Linked DNA regions of Mus musculus: region 2 is linked to region 1. The links are chromatin contacts, called in public Hi-C maps. All regions are on one chromosome and are shown on one strand. The core of a region is the stretch at or near the end of the contact, and the rest is flanking DNA. Distances in the headings are between cores, read along the strand shown.

Region 1 (6,541 bases), core at 1,775-4,274:
ATACCTCAAACACTATATTGAACAGAAGTAGAGAGAGTGGATGTCACTGGCTTATTTATAATTTGAGTAGAAATGTTTCAAGTTTTTCTGTCTTAGTATGATGTTGGTTGTGGGTTTGCGGTATGGTTCCTTTTTTTAAATTAAATTTTATTTTTTTAATATTTTTATTACATATTTTCCTCAATTACATTTCCAATGCTATCCCAAAAGTTCCCCATACCCTCCCCCCACTTCCCTACCCACCAATTCCCATTTTTTTGGCCCTGGCGTTCCCCTGTACTGGGGCATATACAGTTTGCGTGTCCAATGGGCCTCTAGATGATCTTCTCCATGTCTACTTGATTCCAGTAAATTTGCAACACCTACCCTTGACCATCTTAGGGAAAAGATGTTCAACATTCATTTGCCAACATACAGGCTCTACTTATTAACTTAGAACATGTTTAAAATAACTTAGGTGATTTCTGTATTAACCTCAGCTTTCTCAAGAAACATTTTGAGAGAATACTAAAGGAAAAGCCTAAGAAATATTATCTTTTGGTACATATATTAATTGTTTGATCAATGAGTGCCCAGGCTCTTGTTTGTCTTTAGGAATGCTGGGAGGCATAGATACACAGGCCATCTGTTCTTACACAGTGCACTACATAGTGTTAGAGGGCACTTGGTACAAAGCACTGTAACAGACACAGCAGCAAATGTAATTGGAAGCTGAGGAGCTTTGGAGATGAGTCAGTCCCAGAAGGCTAAGTAATAGCCTTGAGTTCCAAACAATGAGAAGAAATGCGTCTCTTGGATACTTAAGGGAAGAATGTTCTAGGAGAGAAACCTCTTCAACAGCTGGAAGTCAGAATGAGAGAAGAAAAGATAGGCTAGCTTCTAAATGGAATAGACTGGCGAAAATTAGCATTATTAGGTCTAGGAGGGTAGAGTTAAAGAAAGAATCTAGCTCATTCTTACTGAACCCAGAAGTCATCGGAGAGAATTAGTAAGTGAATGACATGGTCTGATATTTCTTCATATGTATGTGAACCTCTTCATATACACATATACATATATGTATATTCATACATGTATATAAAAATATTGTCAACAAGGTACATATGAAGTAGCATATTTAGCTCACTGCTTTGAAGATGATTACCCAAAAGGCAAAGCATGGACTATGTCTAGGGCCCTATATGACAGAGGTCAGGATGAAAAGTTGAACCTTTATATAGAAAGCAAAAAAAGACAGAGTGGAGCCAGGGTCATGCTTTCAGAGTAATTAATCCCTTAGAAATAACTGATTAGGCTTCCATGCCTTTTGAGGGCATACACCAGCTACAAAACCTTACTATTAGAGTAATAGTGACCTCTCAAAGGCCACCTTACCTCCCCTTACTGCCAATCTGTGAACTGACTTCCTAACACATGAACTTTTTGTGAGAATGAACAACATCACATCCACAGCCAGTCCCAAAAAAGAGTTTTATTCCATGTGGTGGTTAGAATGAAAATGGCTCTATATGCTCATACATTTGAATGCTTGGTACAAAGTTAATGGAACTGTTTGGGAAGGTTTAGGAGGTGAGGCCTTGTTTGTCTGTCTTTGTCTCTGTGTCTCTCTATGTCTCTGTCTCTCTCCATCTCTCTCTCTCTGTCTCTGTCTCTCTGTCTCTCTGTCTCTGTCTCTCTCTCTCTCTCTCTCTCTCTCTCTCTCTCTCTCTTTCTCTCTCTCTCTCTCTCCCTCTCTTGCAGCTGTTACTGGAGAATCAGATCTAACTCTCAGTTACTTGTTCATCACCATGCCTATCTGCCAGTACCATGTTCCCTGACATGATGATAATAGGCTAATTCTCTGAAGGTATAACCAAGTGCCCAGTTAAATGTTCTCTTGCATAAGTTGCCCCAGTCATGACATCCTTTCATAGCAATAGACTAAATGAGTCTATGTAAACATAAGTAACTTAAACATGTCCTTCATTTTCCTAAAAATTTATACACAGATTTTAATGGACCATAAAAATAAGTAACATTTCTGGAAAGAGAGGAAATGATATATTAATGTCTTAATTTTGTTAATGGAGTCACCTATACACTTCAATCAGCATCATTAGTGTTAGCATCCTCATCTTCCATAGTGAAGAAGGTATATGGTACAAAGCACCACTGACTCCCTTGCCATCAAAAATCGGATTTCACTCATAATAGTTATGCAACACCCAAATAGGTTCTCAGGACACCAGAGAAAGTAAAGTTTAGGCAGTGTTCACACATGAAGTCTAGACTCTATTAATAACTAAAACAGACTGTGTGTGCTGAGTTACTGAAAAGGAAACCATGGCACACAAGGGCAGTCCATAGAATAGTTGAGTTTTCCCAAAGAAGAGAAGAGGATATTCATACTCTCCCTAAAGCCTACAGGGAGGGTTGACTGAAGTCAAGAATGGAGAGAAGGGAATGTCCAGTGAACACAGTCTCCAAACAAATTCACTTTCTACACCGACATGTTAGGGAAAGGGTGAGCACTGCTATGAAGCTCAAACTCAGGACAACACCTCATTATGCTAATGAGAACTTATTAAAGGTATCAAATGCTTTGTAAGATACGTTCACAATGAAACACAAAATCATTCCCTTCACTTAGAAAATAGATCATATACAATTGCTTTTTAAAAATCAAATTCAGTAATTTTTTCAGGAAAACCATTTTGGAGACTATGTAAAGAATAAATTTCATATCATTGTCCTTTTATATCCCTCCCCATTACCCATTAATCTTAGATCTTAGATTTTATGTTGAGTGTTACATCTTTCTTATTGCATATTTTCAATAAGCTGAAAATGAAATCAGGGCTGCTCTGATTTATCTGGAGTTCTGATGTTAATTGTAACTCTCTTCTGCTTGGATTTGCTTCCGTAAAAGCCATTTATAGTTTATTGCTTCAGCAATCTTTGTCCCAGGAAGAATTAATTTCTCTGAAAGGTTATGGTTTGTAAGATCCAAAGTGATTGCTGCCTTGCCTATTTTAGGGTAATCAAATTCATATTCATATATATGATATATAAATATCATAAGTTATGGGCTTTACAAATTTGGTCAGTCACTGAAGGTTACTGTGGTATGTGAAATTATTTTAATTTTCCAATATTGCCAAGGACATTAAGAACATTTTGTGAAATAATTCAAATTATTGTTAACCCAGACTGAACCTAAATTAATGTTCTGCTTCACAATTTAATGAATGCATACATAATGTCACATGGCAATGAATCTGTGCAATTTAAACCACCCCATAATCAGTTTTGCTAAAAACAGAATCCAAGAGAAAAACACCATATATTTCATCAGCTCCTTGGATTCTTACTCGCTCATAGCACCCTCTAGGGGTTAAATTAACTTACTGCACCACAGACCCAACAGCTCTGATCACAATGTGTCAGTTCTCTGTCCTAGGCCACTGTACTTTCACCTTTGTTAGCGTAGACTTAGCACTATGAGATAGGTAGATCTAGTTTTAGATAAGAATACCTACGAGCACAGATGACCTGATCTCATCATGTGAAAGCATAGTAACATGAGAACTTACATGGGGTCCTCCACAATTCAAATGTCATAACCCATTCTAATCAAGGCCTTGGCCATGGCAGTGGTATGAAGGTGAATAGTGATTCACATGCAGATAAACCAAGAACATAATCATCAGGAGTAGACAAGGCATAGATATTGCACAGAAAAACACAACGCAATGGAAGCAAATGTTTGGGGGAGGAATATAAACTCCCATCACCTCTACCACCCCCAACCCACACCACCACCACCACCACCACCATCACCACCACCACAATCACCACCATATCACCATCATCATCATCCTCAACATCATCCATCCTATGTCCCAGGTACCTCAAGATCCTGTAGATGTTATAGACAGAAATACAAAAGTATATTGCATATATGATCTTGAAACAAGGAGACTGCAATTATTCATATAACAAAGGTATATTGTAATGCTGTGGTAGTGTGAATATGCTTGGCCTATAGGAAGCAGCACTATTAGGAGGTGTGGCCTTGTTGGAGGAGGGGTCACTGTGTAGGCAGGCTTTGAGGGCCTATGCTCAAGCTTTGTCAATTCAGACAGAGCCTTCTCCTGGCTGCCTGAAAAAGACAGACTCATGCTCCTGCCTGTGGATTCAGATATAGATCTCTCAGCTACTACTCCTGTACCATGTCTGCCTACATCCTGCCATTCTTACCTCCTTGGTGCTACTGGACTGAATGTCTGAAACTAAGCCAACTCCAATTAAATGTTTGCCTTATAAAAGGTGCTTTGGTCATGGTGTCTCTTCACAGCAAAGTAAGACAAATGCCAAAGCAATGCTAGGCCTGAGTGTCAAAATTAATCTTGGGCCTGATTGTAGCTTCTGAAAGCATAAAATATCTGATATTATTCATGGTAGAAAACATTTTTGACATTGAATTAAGGCAAAATATTTCTTAGGATTCACCACCCAATGCATAAAGCTAAAAATTTTTATAAACTGACTGAATAATATTAAAATAATTTCACTGAGGAAATAGCATGAAAACCTAACATGCTTTAGTTTTTATATATTTCTAGGAAATTAATGTGGGGTAATATGAGATCCTAATTGCTTGGAATAAGACATGAAAAGAAAGGAAGATTATGAAGGGACTCCAATGTCCCTTTAGTACAAAAATACAACAAAATAAAGTGATGGATTAGACTAATTTCCCTTCATGCAAAGTCTTCATTTTCATAAAATTTATATTCTCTTTGGAGAAATTTATATATATAAATCGATATTATTGATTAGAGGTGGTAATAAAATTAAAGAGTTTGGTTTTATAGAGTAAATGGGGGAGACAGTCTCAACAAAACCCTTAGGAGATTAGACCCTACAACAAAGTGTTCCCGACATTCAGGAAAACAAAGCTACAATCTCAAGAATGGAGAGTGCTTAGAGACAGACTGCCAGAACAAAGAAAGCAAGGAAGAGGAGGCAAGTGTGATCTTTTCCAATTTTGTATATAATTCTGTTTTAAAAGCCATCTTTAGTTCATTCTTTGAGACCAATTTTATACAATGTATCTTGATCATATTGTCCAATCACCTATCCAGCACCACCTGGGCATCTCCAACAACTCTTCTCCTTCCTTCCCTTCATATACTTCCCTTTTTCAATAATCCATTCAATCCAATTCGTGCTGCCTGAGGGATGCTGACGCATAGTGTTGGCTTGATTTTGTGCCAGTAGCCAGAGGTGCAGTGAATTTGTGAGTGCAATGACCATGACATGTCCAGGAGACAGCATTCACAGCATTGTTCCTCATCTGTACCCGCTTTCCCTTGATGATCACAGATCCTTGAGCATGTGCAAGTATGGAGCTGATAATGATGTTCCACTTAGAACTGAGAACTCAACAGCCATCAGTTTGGCTAGTCTGGCCAGTTATGAGTTTTTGAAATTTTGGCATGAATCTATAATTCATCTGGGCTTTGATTCTATTGAGAAAAATGCACGCGTGTGTCTGTCTGTCTGTCTGTCTGTCTGATATATTTGTATGTGTCTGTGTATGAATATGTATGTGTAAGTATATATGTACATATGTGCAAATGGAGACCACATGATGACTTTGTTGTATTTCTCAGTTGCTCTTCACCTTATTTCCTGAGATAGGGTCATCAATTTGGTTGACTGTCTAGTAGTAAGCCACAGGGATCCTCATCTCTCCACTCCCAGCACTAGAATTATAGGTACACACTCCTTCACAAACTTCAAATCTCAACTGAGCTCCACTTGCCTTCAAAATAAGCACTTTACCAATTGACCCATATCCCTAGCTTTAAACTGATTCTTGAGGGAAAATTAATTGAATTTGAGTAGCTTACCTGCATCAGCAGCAGCTGAGACTGCAATGCTGTTTTATTCACCTCATTGCTCCAGAGTTCTCTCATAGTAGACTTCTAGTGACTGAAAACATTGAGTAACTCAGGAGACTTAAAAATCAACTCTGAAGTGAATGCTTTAATCTTCTGTCTTCATTTGATGGCTTTCTACCGGAGTCATGTTTACCGGAGCTTATTCTTTATGACAAATGCATGCTGGACACAAGAGGTAGGAGCATGGGCTAGTACACTGCTTGCAGAGCTCTAAATTAGGGCTTGCCTAATTTAGTAGGTAAATTTATCTTATGTGCCTGTTGCTTTAAAACATTTATAATATTCGTATGATGGCAACAGATACAAAATTGTTTGTTTATAAAGTATGAACAGATATAAAAACAGGAGAAAGGCACTCAAATGACCTTCAAAATGAAGGTGTGAGGACACCTTCTGTTGAAGGTTATACTGGTCAGTTTATGTTTAGGCAACATGGTTCTAATGTGATTATTTATCTTGACAGAAGATGGCTGACACTGGACATGTACAGGCCTAGAGTGAGAAAGAAAAATGGCTGAATGCCAGGTATGAAGTGAACTCAAAAGTATGTAATAGTGTAATGTGTTATAAACTTATAGGCATTAAGTGAATGT
Region 2 (7,469 bases), core at 642-3,141, 210 kb before region 1:
AATGATACTCTGTTATGTTTACAGACAGGAGTTTAGCATATCTGTCTTCTGAGAGTCTTTATATAGCAGAAAGAAACAGATGCAGAAACCCACAGGCAAAGATCAGGCAGTGCTTGAGGAAGTCTTGTAGAAGAGTAGAGAACAGACCTGAGTAAGCTGGAGGAATCAGGAACATCCCAAAACCTACAGAGTCAACTAACCTGTGCCCATAGAGACTTACAGAGAATGAACCACCAACCAAAGAGCATGAGGGGCTTGATATAGGGCCACTACACACTTGTATCAGATGCATAGTTTAGTCTTCATGTGGCTCACCTAACAATTGGAGCAGAGGCTATCTCTAACTCTGTTGCCTGCCATTGGATTCCTTTCCCCTGACTAGACTGCCTAGTTGTGCCTCAGTGGGAAAGAATGCACTTAGTCCTACTGCAACTGGATGTCCCATTGCAGGGTGATACCCAAGTGGGGCTTGGAGGTAATGGGGGAGGGATTTGTAAGGGTGAGACTGGGGGGAGAGGAGGAAAGGGGGCCCTGATCAGGATGGAAAATGAATGAATGAATAAATAAATAAATAAATAAATAAATAAATAAATAAATAGATTAATAAAAATATTTTAAAATGTCTTAAAAGAATTTAAGGTTTTAATCACAGGTGAACCTCTTCATACTTCTTTTTTTTTTAAGATTTATTTATTATTATATGTAAGTACATTGTAGCTGTTTTCAGACACACAAGAAGAGGGAGTCAGATCTTGTTACAGATGGTTGTGAGCCACCATATGGTTGCTGGGATTTGAACTCTGGACCTTCGGAAGAGCAGTCGGGTGCTCTTACCCACTGAGCCATCTCACCAGCCCTTCATACTTCTTTTTAATTAAAACTTTAAATAATTTAGAAAAGAAAGTAGATTATTCTCTCACATAATATATCACAAGCAGTTTCTCTTCTCTCCACTTCTATGCTATCTTCCACCTCTCCTCTCCCCTATATCCACTTCCATTCCATTTCCTATTCGGAAAAGAGCAGGCCTCAAAGAGACAACAGCCAAATAGTACAAAACAACATACAATAAGGCAAGGGAAAAAAAAACACTTATATCCAGGCTGGATAAGGCAACTAAATAGGAGGATTTATATCTGTGTCTTCACTTGGATTCCAATAATTAATGGTCTGTTTTGATGCCAATACCATGCAGACCTTATTATTATAGCTTTGCAATCCAACTTTGAAATCAAGGATGATGATACCTCCAGAAGGTTTTTTATTTTTCAGGATTTCTTTACCTCTCCTGGAATTTTTGTTTTTCCTACGAAGTTAATAATTTTCCTTTCAAAGTCTATAAAGTTGTGTTAGAATTTTGCTGATGATTGCATTAATCTGTAGATTGCTTTTGGCCATTCTTACTGTGTTAATCCTACCCATTCATGAACATGGGAGATATTTCTGTCTTCTGAAATCTTCTTCAATTTCTTTCCTCAAAAACTTAAAAGATTTTTATCATACAAGTCTCTCACTTCCTTGGTTAGAATTACGCCAAGATTCTTCTCCTTCTTTTATTCCTATTATTCTTGGGTTTGGTCTTTCAGTAATACACCAGATTTTCTAATGAGATAGGCTGACTCCATGACAAACTTCAAATTGTCAATTCAGGAGACTAGGCCTGAATCTCAGTTTCCAAGAACTGGGAGAATCCAACCAACCCCAGGCAAGCCATTTACTCAAACAAAACAAAACAAAACAAAACAAAACAAAACAAAACAAAACAAAACAAAACAAAACAAAACAAACAAAAACAAAACCAACCCAGGCTTCAGGCAGGTAATCAGAAACTGCCCTACCATCAGAAGCTTCACTGCCACCTGGCCTGAGGCAAGAACAATCAGTCAGCAACAGTTTCCAGACTTCCCCAGCAACAGATTCCAGCCCCTGTGCCACAGTAATGGTTCTGGAATGTCCCTAGAGACAAAGTCAGAGTCAACAGATTAAGATAAAGATCACCTACTTCAGAATTTTCCATGTGTGCATTAAATTGGGCCTGAGAGCTCATTGGGTTGTCTCCATCTTGGAATGACACACACACACACACACACACACACACACACACACACACACTGGATTTCTGCAGAAGAAAAAACCTGCTCTTTGCTTTTGCATACTATTTGAGTCTGGTGTATAATTCTTCTGCAAACCAGGGACCCTTCATTTCCAGGATTGCCTCAGTCTGTGTTTTCTTTATTGGTTCTATTTCTCTTTTAGGGTTTTTTGTTTTTGTTTTTTGGGATTTTGTTTTGTTTTTCCAAGACAGGGTTTCTCTGTATAGCCCTAGCTGTCCTGAAACTCACTCTGTAGACCAGACTGGCCTCGAACTCAGAAGTTCGCCTGCATCTGCCTCCCAAGTGCTAGGATTAAAGGCATGCGGCACCATGCCCGGCTCTTTTTTAGGGTCTTGAACCACATTTGTTTCCTTCAACTATTTGTTTGTTTCTTGGCTTTTTAAAGGGATATTGTTTGTTTATATTCTCCTAGTTTTAGTTGAGGGATTAGTTAGGTTTTTTTTTTTTTTTTTTTTTTCCTTTGTTGAAATTTTGGATCTGTTGTGGTAGGACAGTTGGGCTCTGGTGGACTCATACTACCCAGGTTGTTTTGATTGTGTTCTTATGCTGGCATCTAGGCATCTGCAGTTGGGCTTATTATAGATACAGGTGCTGATCTTTTGGGTTGTCTTGGTTGGGTAAGAGTTTTCTTCCTTGGTTTCTGTTTTCTCTATAGATTTTCAGAGAATGTGTTAGTTGAGCGTTACCTGTTTTATTTGCTTGATTGGCTGGTGTGTTCATGGGGAAAGGCTGATCTGACAGACAAGGCTCATAGTTGAGCAGGGCATGTCCTCTGGAGTTGGAGGCTGGATCACAGCTTTGAGGCTAAAAGAGAAGGGTAGGGGCATAGGGAGATATGATCTGTGGGATCCACAGGAGGCATGCACAGCAGGGATGGAAAGTTGCAGCTGGTGTTCTGTTCTTGAAATACTGGTGATCCCGAAAATTGGGTCTATGTTTGGTGTAAGAGAGTGTGGAAGGGCCACAGGCAGCCTATCTTCTATAATTTTAGTAAAAATAACATACAAAAAAAGTGATACAAAGTAGAATGAACACAAAATAAACTTATTAAGAATTGATAATAAAAATAAATGTTCATAAAAATTATGTATGTGATTAAGAATATTCTGTTTCTTAACCATCAGGTTACTGTGCAACTGGAAGCTTCTGTTTCACTTCTAAGGAGTGAACTTAGGAAGACTCAGATACCCCAGTGTTTAGAAGTCTAGCTCTTCTCTTTTACTTATACTTTAGATTTTATTAGGATTGCATCAACTTCCTATCATTCTTTACAGAGAATATTAAGCGGCACTACACCTTTACAACAGGTTCTTCTCAGTGAGATGTCTTTGCAGAACTGCTACAATGGAGACAACCTTGGAGTCTCTCATCAGGGTAGAGTCAGCATGTCTGCTATCCAAATCCTTTAAGATGACACAGCCGCATGGACAAATGGGGAGATGAGTGATCATGTGGCCAGTACTTGCTACTCATCTATAATCCTATTTATCATCAAGTCCATAAAGCTCTCAAGTTAAACACTTATTAGTATTGTCTCATTCTGAACAGGTTCTCTTGTTTCAAACTTCATGTTTTTATGACATGACTATGCTTGATTAGTTAAATCAAGGCCATCTTGCTACACAGGCTATAGCAAATTTGTGTTCATTTAAATGTATGATGTGAATGAATCTTGTCTTGTTTGGACGACAAGAGAAAACAAATGCCTAGATTATAGCTTGCTTAGCTTGCTGTCATGGTTTAGGACAGTGATATTTTCTCCTTTTAAAGTTAATAGAAAAGGAGATGAAGAGGAAAAAGCAGCTTCTTTGGGCACCAATGCTTAGCTGTTGTTCTCAGTCATGATGTATGTTTCATATCTTGGATGTACATGCCCTGTTTGTAATTGAACACTAATGTCTTCGTTGAGTCATTGAGGAAATTGAACCAGAAACCTGTTGTGGAAAGCCCTGGGGCTAATTATATTTGATGTTAATTCCATTTTCCCTCCTGTGAGTGGTTAAAAACAAGGAATGAGTCAGCACTCAGGAGATTTCTTGTAAACCTGCTTCCCACCTTAATTTGTAAAATAAAGGAGAGCTGATGTTTGGGCAGATAAAAGGGAAGGTGGAGCAGAAGGTGAGAGAGAAAAGAAGGAGAAAATGGAAAGGGAGAAAAGTAGAGCAGAAGCACATGGCCTGGAGAGACTGCAAGTTCTGAGGGGTCTCATAAGCTGTGGAAGATGGTAGTGTAGTGGTAGATCTGCCCAATCCAGGCTTGCAGCATGTAATCATATTAACTATGTTGTGTTTTCATCTGTTGGGGCTTATTTGGGAGGGAATTAACTGCAAAAGAAACCATCATGAAAGAAGGAATCTATGCAGAAATTTTTCTCATGAGATGACAGATCCTCTGTGTTCTAGACAGAAAAGCATTTTTAAGGAGCGGTATTAGTTAGTGAAGGAAATTTCTTTGAGGGACTTTTAAGTAATATTAAAAGGGGTTAGAGCAGACTTTCAAATTCTGGGTACTGAGATGACTCCAATCACAAAATTTAGATCAAGACTTGGTTTTTAAAAGAAAGCAAAGGTCACAGCTATTTCTCATGCCTCCATCACACAAGCAAAGAGATACCTCCCACTCTGATTAACTCAGGGACTTCAGAAATAACGAACAAATGCAATCTGTGTCCCAAGTACACTTTTCAATGTGATACTCTGATACTTTAGAAAGACTTTAACTTCTAATTTATTTTGACTCGATAGCACTGATGCAGATTTACTAAATTTATTTTTCCCAAGTTGCAAGAAATGAGTCATAAAATCAACGACTTACACTTGACTCTCAAGGATTTCTACCATCAAGCACTAGCAGTAAATTAAATTCTTCTAATATTTTCTTGAGGTAAGAACCTATCAGATTGCTTTGGCTTTTAAGTAAATCTGGAGTCAATTTAAATTTAGCATGTTTTATCACATATAAAGCAAAATTACTCAGAAACAAGTATGTACCAAGCCACTATCTGAAAAGTTTGAAAATTCACTTTGTACTTCAGGAATAAGTATAGGTGAATAACTTCCCTTCTACATTGCTTCAAAACAAATTAATTTTGCTGAACACCATGAACATTCTGCTCAGAGTAAGAAAAAAACAGAATGTTCTAACTGAAAACAAACCAAAACAACCCTCTCCATGGAACTCAAGAGGTTCTATAGTCTAAACATCAAGACTTAGAAGATATATTCTCTTGCTGGGAGTGACACAAAGAATCAGATAGTCCATAAAGAAGTTTGAACCATACCATAATATCCTTGCTGGCACTCACATTTGGTATTTCCTCTTTATTTATACTGAGAATATGAACTCTCAGTAAAAGGAAAGTTGATATGATCTTTATTCAGACATAAGTTCCAGGGTTACTCTATCACCAACTTTTCATATTAAATCCCTGTCTACGTGCTTCAAGGAATCCATAGTTTTCTTTAGAGAATTTAGAAAGAAGGGATTTGATAAGGGCAAAAGATATTCATATTTTCCCCATTCAATGATAATAACATTTGTTCATTCAATCATTAAGTTAGTCATTTATTCAACTATCCGATGAATCTTTATGTCTTCACTGAAAACTTCTCAGAATTTACTTTGGGTTTTCAAAATTCCACAAGTAAGGCTGGAGAGATGACCCAGCTGTAAATTGTACTTGCTGTCCTCTTACAGGACATAGATTCAGTTCCAAGTACCCAAATAGTGGCTATCTTAGTCAGTGTTTCTATTCCTGTACAAACATCATGACCAAGAAGCAAGTTGGGGAGGAAAGGGTTTATTCGGCATACACTTCCATACTGCTGTTCATCACCAAAGAAGTCAGGACTGGAACTCAAGCAGGTCAGGAAGCAGGAGCTGATGCAGAGGCCATAGAGGGATGTTCTTTACTAGCTTGCTTCCCCTGGCTTGCTCAGCCTGCTCTCTTATAGAACCCAAGACTGCCAGCCCAGAGATGGTCCCACCCACAAGGGGCCTTTCCCCCCTTGATCACTAATTGAGAAAATGCCTTACAGTTGGATCTCTTGGAGGCATTTCCTCAACTGAAGCTCCTTTCTCTGTGATAACTCCAGCTGTGTCAAGTTGACACAAAACTGGTCAGTATAGTGGCTTACGAACATTCTTAACTCCAGTTCCAAGTATTCTAACACCCTCTCCTGAATTCAGCAGACACTAAACCATAGTAGGTTGGCCTGATGCTGCTTGTATTCTAATGCTAATATAGGTTCCCCAAGACCTGGTTGCCCTAGAGAGGAGAGAGGCTGCATGTAAATGTAAGTGATCATGTGTAATCTGGCCACCAAGGTATTTCTGATTGGTAAATAAAGATGCCTACAGCCAATAGCTGCACAGAAGAGACATAGGCAGCTTTTGGGGTTCCTGGGCTTTGGGAGTCCAGAGAGAACCACCAGGAGAAAGGAAGAGGAAAAAAGCTGCTGTGGGTTAGGTGAGTTTATGAATATGTGGTTCTGAGGGCTGGCCAATTGGAGTTAAGAGTAGCTCAGATGAAGCATAATAAGTCAGGAAAGTTGATAGCTCTTGTGCTGTTTAAGGCTTATTGTAAATAATAAAAGTTGGGTGTCTTTTTATCCAGGAACAGAATAATCAAAGGTATGGTAGAAACTCTGAATTGGGATTAAAAATTTCTATAACACTAAACATGTAAGGAAAAACTCATATACTATATATATATGAAAAATACAACAGGGAGAGAAAATAAAAATCTCTAAAATGTTGTTGGTGCACAGAATTGGGGGAAATATGTCAGAAAGTTGCAATGTACCAAATGGAGGAAAGCAGAGCTAGAGATACAGCAGCAGCAACAGGTATGGAAACATGACTACACAGAGATCAAGCATGTGATTGCTAAGTAGAGCTGTTCTGGAGCTTCTGGAAGCCTCAGGCCACCATCGGGCCATGCTAATACATGGCTATCCACTAGTCTGGGTGCTGACAATTGACCTGCGTTCCTTGGGCCATTGCATGGAACTGTAGCTGCTGCTGCCACTGACATCACTCATCTTGCTAGGCTACTGCAGCATACTGCAGGTCACAGTGCTGCCAGCAGGCTGCACCAACAAGGGCCCTGGTTGTGGTGTGGCTGGTGCTGAGGCCAGGGTGCTGTTCCAGACCTGCTGCCCAGCTGCATGATCATCATCTACCGTGAGTCTGGACAACAGAATATACATGATGAGTCTCAGTGATAGACCAGGATTTATGGTGCTTCTGAAACTTTGAACCCTACCAATCCCTCCCTGCAATAAGTATTTGCATGTAACCTTTGGGCAAAATAATACACTATGTGACACACAGAAGTATGCAACATCATTTTAA

The links. Hi-C and Micro-C count contacts between places; a contact is called where the count stands out from the background.
Region 2: a Hi-C map of the N1E-115 cell line shows a contact between it and region 1, with 8 times the contacts expected there. The contact joins two enhancer-like sites. A contact is called at or near these places in 20 of 484 Hi-C or Micro-C datasets (the HL-1 cell line, the N1E-115 cell line, Sertoli cells and 9 more) and 1 of 115 datasets of contacts at active chromatin or transcription factors (embryonic stem cells).

The regions. Positions count from the first base shown.
Region 1 is chr15:43,769,799-43,776,339 of GRCm38.p6, reverse strand. No RefSeq gene overlaps it. Among named protein-coding and RNA genes, the nearest start is that of Tmem74, 97 kb to the left of the region's middle. Within about 2 kb of position 3,024, at least 4 of the 459 cell types and tissues checked have an H3K27ac peak or open chromatin away from gene starts, as enhancers often do. A contact at or near this core is called in the N1E-115 cell line, where this site is marked.
Region 2 is chr15:43,979,678-43,987,146 of GRCm38.p6, reverse strand. No RefSeq gene overlaps it. Among named protein-coding and RNA genes, the nearest start is that of Tmem74, 110 kb to the right of the region's middle. Within about 2 kb of position 1,891, at least 3 of the 459 cell types and tissues checked have an H3K27ac peak or open chromatin away from gene starts, as enhancers often do. A contact at or near this core is called in the N1E-115 cell line, where this site is marked.